Linked DNA regions of Sus scrofa: region 1 is linked to region 2. The links are chromatin contacts, called in public HiChIP or PLAC-seq maps. All regions are on one chromosome and are shown on one strand. Each heading gives the region's core, a stretch centred on a gene start, on an enhancer-like site or on the middle of the called end of the contact. The rest is flanking DNA. Distances are from core to core; before and after follow the strand shown. Region 1 has its middle 65 kb from the start of GAREM1. Region 2 overlaps GAREM1 (GRB2-associated and regulator of MAPK protein 1).

Evidence for each region. HiChIP or PLAC-seq counts read pairs in DNA pulled down with a chosen protein or histone mark.
Region 1: an H3K27ac HiChIP or PLAC-seq map of skeletal muscle shows a contact between it and region 2, with 9 times the contacts expected there. The contact joins two enhancer-like sites. A contact is called at or near these places in 20 of 47 Hi-C or Micro-C datasets (alveolar macrophages, embryonic fibroblasts, epiblast stem cells and 12 more) and 1 of 2 datasets of contacts at active chromatin or transcription factors (skeletal muscle).

The regions. Positions count from the first base shown.
Region 1 is chr6:116,387,396-116,392,677 of Sscrofa11.1, forward strand. No RefSeq gene overlaps it. Among named protein-coding and RNA genes, the nearest start is that of GAREM1, 65 kb to the left of the region's middle. Within about 2 kb of position 2,801, at least 27 of the 83 cell types and tissues checked have an H3K27ac peak or open chromatin away from gene starts, as enhancers often do. A contact at or near this core is called in skeletal muscle, where this site is marked.
Region 2 is chr6:116,105,017-116,110,159 of Sscrofa11.1, forward strand. It overlaps GAREM1 (GRB2-associated and regulator of MAPK protein 1), which reads right to left. Exons shown (of 6, transcript XM_003482054.4): 5 at 2,478-2,644; 6 at 1-706. Among named protein-coding and RNA genes, the nearest start is that of MEP1B, 93 kb to the left of the region's middle. Within about 2 kb of position 3,750, at least 2 of the 83 cell types and tissues checked have an H3K27ac peak or open chromatin away from gene starts, as enhancers often do. A contact at or near this core is called in skeletal muscle, where this site is marked.

The DNA of each region.
Region 1 (5,282 bases), core at 1,551-4,050, 280 kb after region 2:
AAAGCGATATCATATGATACCACTTTGTCTTTCTTGGTCCGACTTACTTCACTTAATATGATTAACTCTAGGTCCATCCGTGTTGCTGCAAATGGCATTATGAGATGACTAATTTCTTTTTTTTGAATTTTTAAAATTATAGGTGATTTACAATGCTATGCCAATTTCTACTGTACAGCACAGTGACCCAGTCATACATATATATATATATATATATGTTCTTTTTCTCAAATTATCTTCCATCATGTTCTATCCCAAGAGATTGGATATAGTTCTCAGTGCTGTATCCTAGGACTTCATTGCCTATCCGTTCTAATTGTAATAGTTTGCCTCTACTAACCCCAAACTTTCCAGTCCATCCCTGAAATGATTAACTTCTAATAAAACTCAAGTGATACCAATGCTGCTGGCCTAGGGGATCATTTTGGGTAGAAAAGTTTTTAGACCATTTTTATACCCGGTACTTAGTAGAGTGTCCAGCACATAATGGATTCTTGATAACTGTCTATTACATGAATAGTCTACTTTTCCAAACTCACCGGCTAGGCTAATATTTTCCTTCATGTACCTAAATCTCAAAGCGCTATCTTAACATCACCCCATATATCCAGTTTCTCATGTCAATTTCCTTGTTCACCACGTTACTCTCACTTGGAGAGCTAGCTCACTTTTATTTCAAGTTGAAAGTAATTTTGCAAATTTATCTCCAGCACCATTTTGTCTAAAGGCTTTATCAACTATTCCCAAAAGAGAAGTAATTTTCTCTTGCTCTCCCTGATTTCACTTTCTTAAAAAAAAAAAAAAAGAAAACAGGCATATCTGTTTTGCCATCTTTCTTACATCTGTCTGTCTTATGTTATGGTTGCTTCTGTTCAAACTTTGCTTCAACTGTTGTCCCCACACCCAGAACCTCCAGACTACATGTGCCTTAAGGGAAAGGGAGTCTAAATCTTTTATTCTCTAATTACTATTTATGTAAATGATAGTAAGTATTCATAAGACAGTTGAATCAGTGAATTTAAGTGAATGAGTCAAGGCAAAACTTTGTGGGAAGAGATAGGACCTTAACTTCCCTTCTTTTAAAAAAATTTTTTTTACAATATTTTTAGATTAAAATGTAGTTGATTTACAGTGTTGTGCCAGTTTCTGCTAGAGAGCAAAGTGTCCCAATCTTTTTCTCATGTTATCTTCCATCATGTTCTATCCCAAGAGATTGGATATAGTTCCCTGTGCTGTAGAGTGGGACCTCATTGCTTTCCTTCTTGAGTTCTCCTATATGGGATAGCTCAGGGGTGCATTTAACTATTATTCATATCTTCTGGACTCTAGATAAGTCAGTGGGTGACTGGGAAATTTAGATAGAGAAGAGGAGTGACAAGTTTTAGCAGTGATGTGGAGGATTTTGCTGTGTGGTATTTAAGGTGTGAAGATGGAGCAGGGTATGTCATAGTGTCACACCTCTGTCCTTTTGGTTGCTTCTCTTCAACCAAAACCACCCTGAATCATCTTGACACCCATTTTTCTGAAAATACTCCATGTGAGTGTTCCAGAGGATGAGTAAGTCTTTGCATCTATATGTAGTCATCTAATTGAAAGTCAGGGAACTTGGGAATCTCCTGAATAAAGTTTTTTTTTTTTCCTTGGAATATAGTGTTTCAGGTTCCTGAATGAGGTATCCACAAGCTAAATGTGAATTTAATCTCAGAGCACAGCAGCATACCTATTGTACATAAATCAAGAGTATCCTTTGAAATTAACAAACAATTCTATCAAACTTGACTTTTATTTTGTTCTATAAATAAAAGATTGATGGTCCAAGTTTTAAAAAAGAAAAAATGGTCTACCACTGGTTTGTTTCATGATTATGTTCATGAAAAATAGGCTACGCTTTGCCCATTTGAGACTTAGACATGCATAGTTGTTGATATTGGGGCAACATGAGGTATTGTTTGCTTCAGTAGATAAAAAAGTGTTTTCTTCCACTTTTTTTTTTTACATTATTAATTTGCCTGCCATTTTCAAAAAATAAATGAAAGGTAAATTTTCTCAAGTTGAGATTTATCACAATTTCCGAATTAGTGGAATCTAACCTAAAGGGCTTTCCACATTCATCCTCCATCTACCTTTTCCACTTTGGTTTTCCATGCTCACATCATTCACCAGATAAGATTGGATCTGTTACACAAATAATATAATTTGCAAACATCTAATATGACTCTTTTGCCTTTGTCTCCAGAGAGAGCATTCAAGGAAAAACGGAGAGTGGGTAAATAATCAGATCATTTTATTTTTTCTTTGAAGTGAAAAACAGTCTTTACTTCATCCTCTCTATTAGGACAAAAAAAAAAAAATTGAGTCATAGCCATCAAGACTTGCCAATGTTTTGAAAAATACATTTATCAAAACATTAACTGAGCGGGGTTCAAAACCCTGAGAAACGCTGAAGAGGCCGGTAGGCAGGAAGCTGGATGGATGACAGGAGGATGCGGAGAGTTAGGCTGGGTTAAACCAAACAGGGTACTTTGGGCAGTTTGTTCTGAGAGGGTGATTTTAGGATTCCAGCTGAAGTCAGTCTTTGCTACTACCCCCACCCCGCGCCTTTCCCAGCATCTTCCCCCCCAATTGCCCTTAATTTTTATGAGATGCTCTTTAATAAATCGTCTTGATAAGGATCTGCGCCGTCTCCTGGCACACGCGTGCTTGTGGGTTTGTTTATTCACTGCTTTGCCTCCTGCGCGGTTCCGCCTCTCCACCCACCACTTCCTGCCCTCCCTCCTCCTGCGGACAATCTCAGCTCTTCCAGTGCTTTCCCACCCACTTGCTATCTCCCATAGCCTGGCTCTGCTCGTCACTGGGCCCTCGTATAGCAATCATAGAGTGACAGGTGCCGCTGGGTACGTGACATCCGACCTCATGTATTCCTCGTCAATATTGTATACCCCTCCCCCACCCCACGCCCACGTCACCTCAAAAAGAAAACCTTGTTCTTTGCAAGGGTTTGGACGTTGAAAAACACATAAACAAAACACTACTATGACCAGCAAGGGAAAGTTGCCATTTAATTCTGATACCGTTTCAGCAGCATGTTTATTAGAAAACAAAACAAAACAAAACAAAACACGCGTCCTCCCCCGCCCCCACGCCCCTGTCAATTGGTTAATCTCTTCCTTTCTCTTCTCTGACATCTCTGCTTATCCTTTGTGGATGTTCTTAGGAGTCTTTTACCCCCTTCCTCCAAACTTTGTGATTTGACTTTCAAAGTCTGGTTTTCAGTAAGGGAAGTAAATAAATAAAAAGCTTGTTTATTATTCTGTCATTATTGCTTTATCATCATGGCATGAAATACTGAATAATGAGGATGCAAACACCCATTTTATGGGCCTATTGCAATCTTCCCCGTATAATTAATACCTATCATTAGATGAAAGTCATAGCATTTGCAATTTGATGCAGCTTTCTTTAGAATTTCTTGATGACTCCAAGGTAGTTTATATGCCAGTGCACCTGTTGCTTGTAATCAAGGTTTTATTAGATAAATAGGCATCAAGCCCTTTTCAGGCCCCCCTTCGCTACTCATCTTCTCAAAGGGCCACTTGCAGTGGGGAAAAGCAGCCTTTATTATAGCTCCTTTGCATAATAAGGCTGTCTCTCCCTTCTTCTGCCTCCTCACCTCCCACCAGGAGGAAATATTGCATCTGTCTCTCTATGAGGACATTCCGGCTGGATGGCCTTGTAATAAAGCACAGAAGTTGGAGGCATATAAATCTAACACATATCCATAAAAGAAAAATTTGTTTCAGACTAGGCTCAGGGCACTCTGCTTGGACTCTGTTTTATCTTATTCCTAGAAGCGAGAGCTGTTGCAGACATTAAAAATACAGTTTCCTGTAATAGTTTCTGATCTCCTTCCTTAATTACACAGAGAAAGCCAGAGAGAAATTGAGTCACGCATTCACCCAGTTTAGTTTACATGGGACCCTGCTCATTCTCTTTGCCTTAGGCTCCAAGGTAGCTGAGGTCATTGCTAATCTCATATATCACAACAGCACTGCCCCTTGAATCCTGGTGCCCTCAGAGGTCCTTGTCATTGCTCACAGTGGGCCAGAGGAGCCTGTAAATGCACACGGAGAGACAAGTGCAAATCCATCACCACTACTGAACTGGCAATTCCAGTGTCATGCCCTCCTGATGGTGGGTCAGTGGCCCTGGCCTTGAGCATGAAGGATGGCTCATTCCTTCATTTGGCAGAGCTCTCCCCTGACCCGGAACATTGAGGATGAGTAAGCTCATCTCAAGACTCAAAGAACTGGATGCTAAAAGCCTCACCACCACCCACATAGGTCATTGCACAATTTCCCTATTTATACAACTCCAGAACCCTCCCCTTTTCCTCCGGAGCTGCAAGCTTTCACCAGGGCCGCAGTTAAGAGGAATGAGACCATGTGTTAATGGACACTTCTGCCAATAACAATGGATAATTTGCACTATGTATTTGTGGAGGAGCCAGAAATCCCTAGTGACCAATCCTTGTTTAGTGGAGACTTTTTCTTTTTTCTCTCTCCTTCTAATGATCACATTTTGTGCCTTGCACGCCTAAGGAAGTTTCTTCTTTTGTCTTCATCATGATAGAGATTCTCTAAAAGTGTTTCTCCGGAGATAGTTCATTAAGTGACTAAGAGTGCTGAAGTCAGACTGTCTGGGTCTTAATCTCTTCTTTTACACACTTAATGGATTTGTGGACAAGTTCCTAAACCTGTCTAAGCTGAATTTTTCTCATCTATAAAATTGGAATGATCATGGTACCTACCTCATCAAGTTGTTCTTATGAATAATTCCACATAAAACACTATCTGTGATGAGATAGAAAGTGAGCTTTGGAAACAGACTTGGAGATAAATTCTGGGTCTGTCCTCAGCAAACCATGGATGTTAGGGAAATGTTTAATCTCTCTGAGCTTTAATGTTTTCATAAAAATGAAGATAACTATTCCTACTGGAATATGTTTTGGTAAGGTTATATGAGTGAATATCTATAACACATCTGGCATATCATAGGTGTTCAATAGATAATAGTTTTCTCTTGTATTAAATTATAAGAAACAACATGGTAGAATGAAAACTGACTTGAAATAGAAATGACTTGAAACTCAACTCTGCAATGTAATAGCAGTTTGGCCTCAACGTGACAGATTACATCTATTTTTGAGCTTCATTTTCCTCATCTCTAAAGTTACCAGATTGCTGAGTAAATTAAATGGAAAACAAAACACGCTGTATTCATAT
Region 2 (5,143 bases), core at 2,500-4,999:
CACCTCTTCGATGGAGAGTCCTGACAGGTCCGCAGGTGGCTGCCACGGGGAGCCGTCGCCGCAGGACCGGGGGGCCAGCTGCAGGTGCAGAGGGGAGGAGAAAGGGTAGGGCACAGAGAAGATGTCCTGCGTGCCCTTGGCAACAAAGTACGCATCCTCGGAGAGGTCGGGCGACCCAGACTTGGGGTCCTCCTCAGCACCATCGATTTTCAGAGGCAAAGGACAAGCGTCGGGGGCGGCTTTCTCCTCCACTGGCTTTGGGGCCCGGGGCGGCAGGGCGGGGCACGAGGCACTCTGTTTGGCCGTGCCAGCCGCCAAAGTCTTCTCTTCTGTGCTCTCCAAGGAGTAGCTGGCCGACTTGGGGCACCCGGGGGCGCCGCCGCCCAGCCCTGCAGCGCCGGCGATCGGGCTGGGTGGCTCGCAGCCGTCGAGGGCGAGGGGCACCGGGCAGCTCCTCTTGGGCGTGCCTGGTGTCTTCTGTCGAGGGTAGCTGTAGCTCCTGCTGGGGTCCAGCAGGAAATCACTGCGCGTCTGGGTCTCTGACGCTCCCGAATAGGGGTTCGGCCAGGAGAGCCTCGAGGACAGAGCTTCAGCAGATGGACTTCCGATTGGGGACTTCGGGTCCACGGAGTCCGTTTTCACTCGGTTACATGGGTAGCAGGAGACGGGAGCACTTTGAGGCGGGCTTGTGTCACTTTTAGTAACGCTGCTTAAAAGCCAAACACAGAGAGGGAGATGCATGAGAACATAAGATACCCCAATCGTCCTTATCCCATAGGTGTCACTTCTGAGTAGAAAAATGTAGTTAGGAAACAAATATATTTATCATTTATGAATTTGCTAAAGAACCTGCTTAACCTTGTTTTTTTTTGTTTTTTGTTTGTTTTAAACTGCCCCACCTGGGGCATATAGAAGTCCCTGGACTAGGGGGTTGAATATTGAGTTGCAGCTGAGGCCTATGTCATAGCCACAGTCACAATGGATCCAAGTCACATATTTGACTTATGCTGCAGCTCGTGGCAACACTGGATCCTTAACCCACCGACCAAGACCAGGAATCAAAGGCACACCCTTAAGGACATTCAGGTTCTTAAACTGCACAGTCACAACAGGAACTCCAACCTCGCTGGTTTTTTTTAACAAAAGAATCTTTTTTTTTTTAGGGCCACACCGGCGGCATGTGGAAGTTCCCAGGCTAGGGGTCAAATCGGAGCTACAGCTGCCAGCCTACACCACAGCCACAGCCACAGGGCATCTGAGCCAGGTGTGCGACCTACACCACAGCTCATGGCAACGCTGGATCCTTAACCCACTGAGTGAGGCCAGGGATCTAACTCGCATCCTCATGGTTCCAAGTCGGGTTCATTAGCCACTGAGCCACAAAGGGAACTCCAACAAAAGAATCTTTAAATTACTAAAACACAGGTAATTATGGATATGAAGATAGGGACTTAATATATACTACAGCAGAGATGACAAATTGTCACTGACAGGCGCTGTGATTGATGAGTGATATCTGCAGTGGGTGAGGATGGAATGAGATGAGAGAAGTGAGTGTCTCATGCTTGTCACCCTTGTGCTACAGTGACAGGACTGCATAACTGACAACCCTATTTCCATCCAAGAGTCTGAGGCTGGAAGAAATGCTTTGAATAAAATGCTTGTGCTTGCCTTGGTCTCTGTGCAACTGGGTAACATTGGCATAAAGATTTAAATGTCCAGAGAACAAAAAACACCTGCCAAAGAGAGCTACTTTAACCTGTCACCATCGCAAGTGATCATATTCTTCTCTGGGGCCATAACTTTAGAGCGACTGTGAAAACCAGTGTGCTCAGAGGTGGGTGACAGGGAACATCTGGCGGAACTGGGGTGTCTCTTTTGGAGAAGAGAAGACTCGCATCATAGCTGACCCCACGGTTTTATACGCTGGGACCACGAGAAGTGGGCTGGACCTACATCTGTCTCTCTCGACGTAAGAAATAGCTGAAAGTTCCACAGAGATAGATTTTAACTCGATCTGAATAAAGAGTTCTAAAAAGTCATGGGCGTGTGCCAACCATGGAATGAGCCACACGGCAAGGATCCAGATGAAAGACTGCACGACGGTGATGCTCAGGAAGGGAACCCCCTGCACTGGGTGGGAAATTCGGAGTGGGGAACCGCAGGACCCCTGCAAATCCAGGTGTTCCCTGGAGGTGCCGTCTGCGTGTGTGAGGGTGACACGGAGTGGAGGAAGCAGAGGCAGCCTTTCCCACTGAGTTCCTCACAGATTCTGCATCTTCCTAGGTCACTGGCTCTTCCATCCTGGCTCAGAACCAAGAGGGCCACATCATGCTCTTCAGTTTAGAAAACCAAAAAACCCAACTTCTTAAAGGAAAATGTCCTCTCCTAGCACCCTGCCTAGGGGATGGCTCCTTGGCACTGCTCTTGAGAACCGGGGATCTGGCGGGATGAGAGGAACCTGGTGAAGGACTTACATGTCGTGCAGCCCTGAAGAATAGTAGGACAAGGTGGGGCTGGGAGACCGAGTCTGCTGCCGCGCCGGCCTGGCTGTGCGAGGAGGGACGGAGGGGCTGGTGGACTGAGGCTTTGCGCTGCGGGGCGGAACAGGTGGGGCGTTCAGGAGCCGGCATTCTTCCCTGACCTGGCGCAGAAGAGAACATGCGGGGTTAGCGATACACGGACAATGCATCGGGCCAGCTCCCTCCCGGAGGGTCAAATAGCTGCTCTTGTGATGACACCCGTGGGGGTGGAAGGGGCGGTGGGGAAGAGACCTGAGCAAACAAGGACGATGGGAGACAGGAGGCTGCCAGAGATGAGAATTGACTGATTTTGAAAGAAACAGTTTGGCAAATGCTGCTGGAATGTAGCAAGGGATGAGCGACAGCAAAGAGGTGGTGACATGGGAGGATGTAGAAAACAGAGGCAGGAAGAAAATAAGGGTGTAAGCAATCACGATCTCAACAGGATGAAATTCTCCTGGGGTGTTGTGTTTAATCACAGATGAAACTAAATTTGGTTTGACCCAAACCTTAGGGAATGGCAGATCCTGTCTAGTATACAAGCTCTTTCTGAAGTTATGTCAGGACTTCTCACAGGTAAATGTGCACACAAAGCCCCTGGGGATCTTGTTACATGCATACAGTGATCAGGGGACCTAGAGTGCAGCCTGAGATCCTATGTTTCTAACAAACTCTGGGGTGATACAGATGATGCTGGACCATGGACCATCCATTCTTTGAGAAACGAGGCAGCAGGCAGTGTAATGAGGCAGTGCTCCAAATCCCAGAAACAGTACCTTTTATAGGAGCCACCTCCACCTCTCTCATCCTCCCTTCATCTTCATACCGAAAAATAGGCAGGTGCCCTGTGACATCCTCCACCTGCCTTCACCCCAGCCTGTTACCCACTCATGGCAGGTGTCCATAACAAATCACTTTTAATGAAACAGATATTTTATGTACTTCTCTGTGTCAGACAGCAGGGGGCAGTTTATACTTGGTTCAGCCAGTTGACTCTGAACTACACAGGTGAAAATGGATCCAATTCTGACTTTGTCAAAAACACCCCTGCCTGGCTTTTAGGATGTTGTTCCCACATTTTTTTTTGTTGTTGTTGTTCTTTTTTTTTTTTTTTTGGGCTTTTGTCTTCAATTCTTTTCTGTCCCAGCGGCTCTGGGGCAACGAAGACAATGAAACAGCAGCTCCCATTAGCCGTGATATGAGTTTGCTTCAGACCCAATGAGGTGGGCTCACGTTACATTGCATCTTCTACCACCTGTGTTGCACCCCGGGCCTCTAACTGGCTTCCCAGGCCTGAGTCACTTGTGGGGAGAAAACCAGATGTTAACAGTCATCTGGGTGACTCCGGGTGGCCTGGCAAACCACAATTCCAAGTGAAATAGAAGCCATTCAGAATCTCCCCATCGCATATTTTCCTGGGGCTGGAGATCACTGCTCCCGCCCTGGTGATTGGGACCCAGTAGCTACAATTTTTTCTTCCTTTAAAAAAAAAAAATCTAGAGCAGCTCTTTAGGCTAAAACACAATATTCAGAGCAGATTTTCTTCTCCAACAGCTGCAGGCTTTTGAGCTTTTAAAAAGGTGATGGTGGAGGAAATAAGGTTTGGATGAGGAGGAGGGGGAGGCTTGTAGGCCTGCCCAGGGGTACTCTTGCCTCACTCTGGGGTCATGTTAAGAAGCTGAGGACCAACTAGGACACTGAAAAGTTCTAGCTGGGTCACTCCACTCCCTGGTTTTGGCAAGTATATACTGGTTACAAAATAAGATTAAGATATTGTGTCATTTTCCTTCTCTAGTTAGTGAATTATACAGCAGTCAACTGTGTTTCTTTCTTAGGGAACATCTTTAGAATACAGGATGGATGGGTGTAATTTTTATAGGTGTGCTTGGTTCTGCTTGTGCTTCAAGTAACAGGAACCATGGAAAACGTGAGATGATAAGGAGTCTGCGGGTTAACTTTTCAATTTCAAAAATAGTCACTTCTCAATACTGGATTAGAGAGGAGCAGAAGAGAAACGGTTAAGGATGGATTTGATTTATAAATGTCTCAGTTTTGGAATTAGTTATTAAATACAGCATTTCATTAGGGACTACTTACCTAGATGTCAATTATAGTAGGCTGAGAGACGGGGATTATGTTATACCTTTTAATTTAGGATCATCAGCTGACCTAGGTCTCAGAATACAGAAAAGCAGCCACTTTTGTAGCTGAATTGGACCTTTGGGAAGTACTCTCTTCCTTTCCTTCTGACTCCACGCACTGAAAGTCCCTGACAGCTGGTTCTGCCTCCTCCTCCTATAACTGGGAAGTCCTGAAAAGTTTCCTAACAGGTTTCTCAGTGTGAGAGGTGAGCAGGGTGGGAGCAGTAGGAAGAAGCATGTGTAGGTCACAGGTCTGGAAGTGAGCTTGGCTGACTGGGTGTGTTTACAGCTAAACTCCAAGCAGCATCTGAAATAGGGAAAGCTACTGAGATGGCCAGGTGACACCTGAAAGGCGTTAAAGAACAAAGGGGTGTGTGTGTTGAAAGAGAGAGATTCTTACGCTTAGGAGATGGGAAGTGGTCAGTGAGGAGATGTTAAAACAAAGCCAGGGAAAGACTTCCTTCTGCTGTGATGACAGGG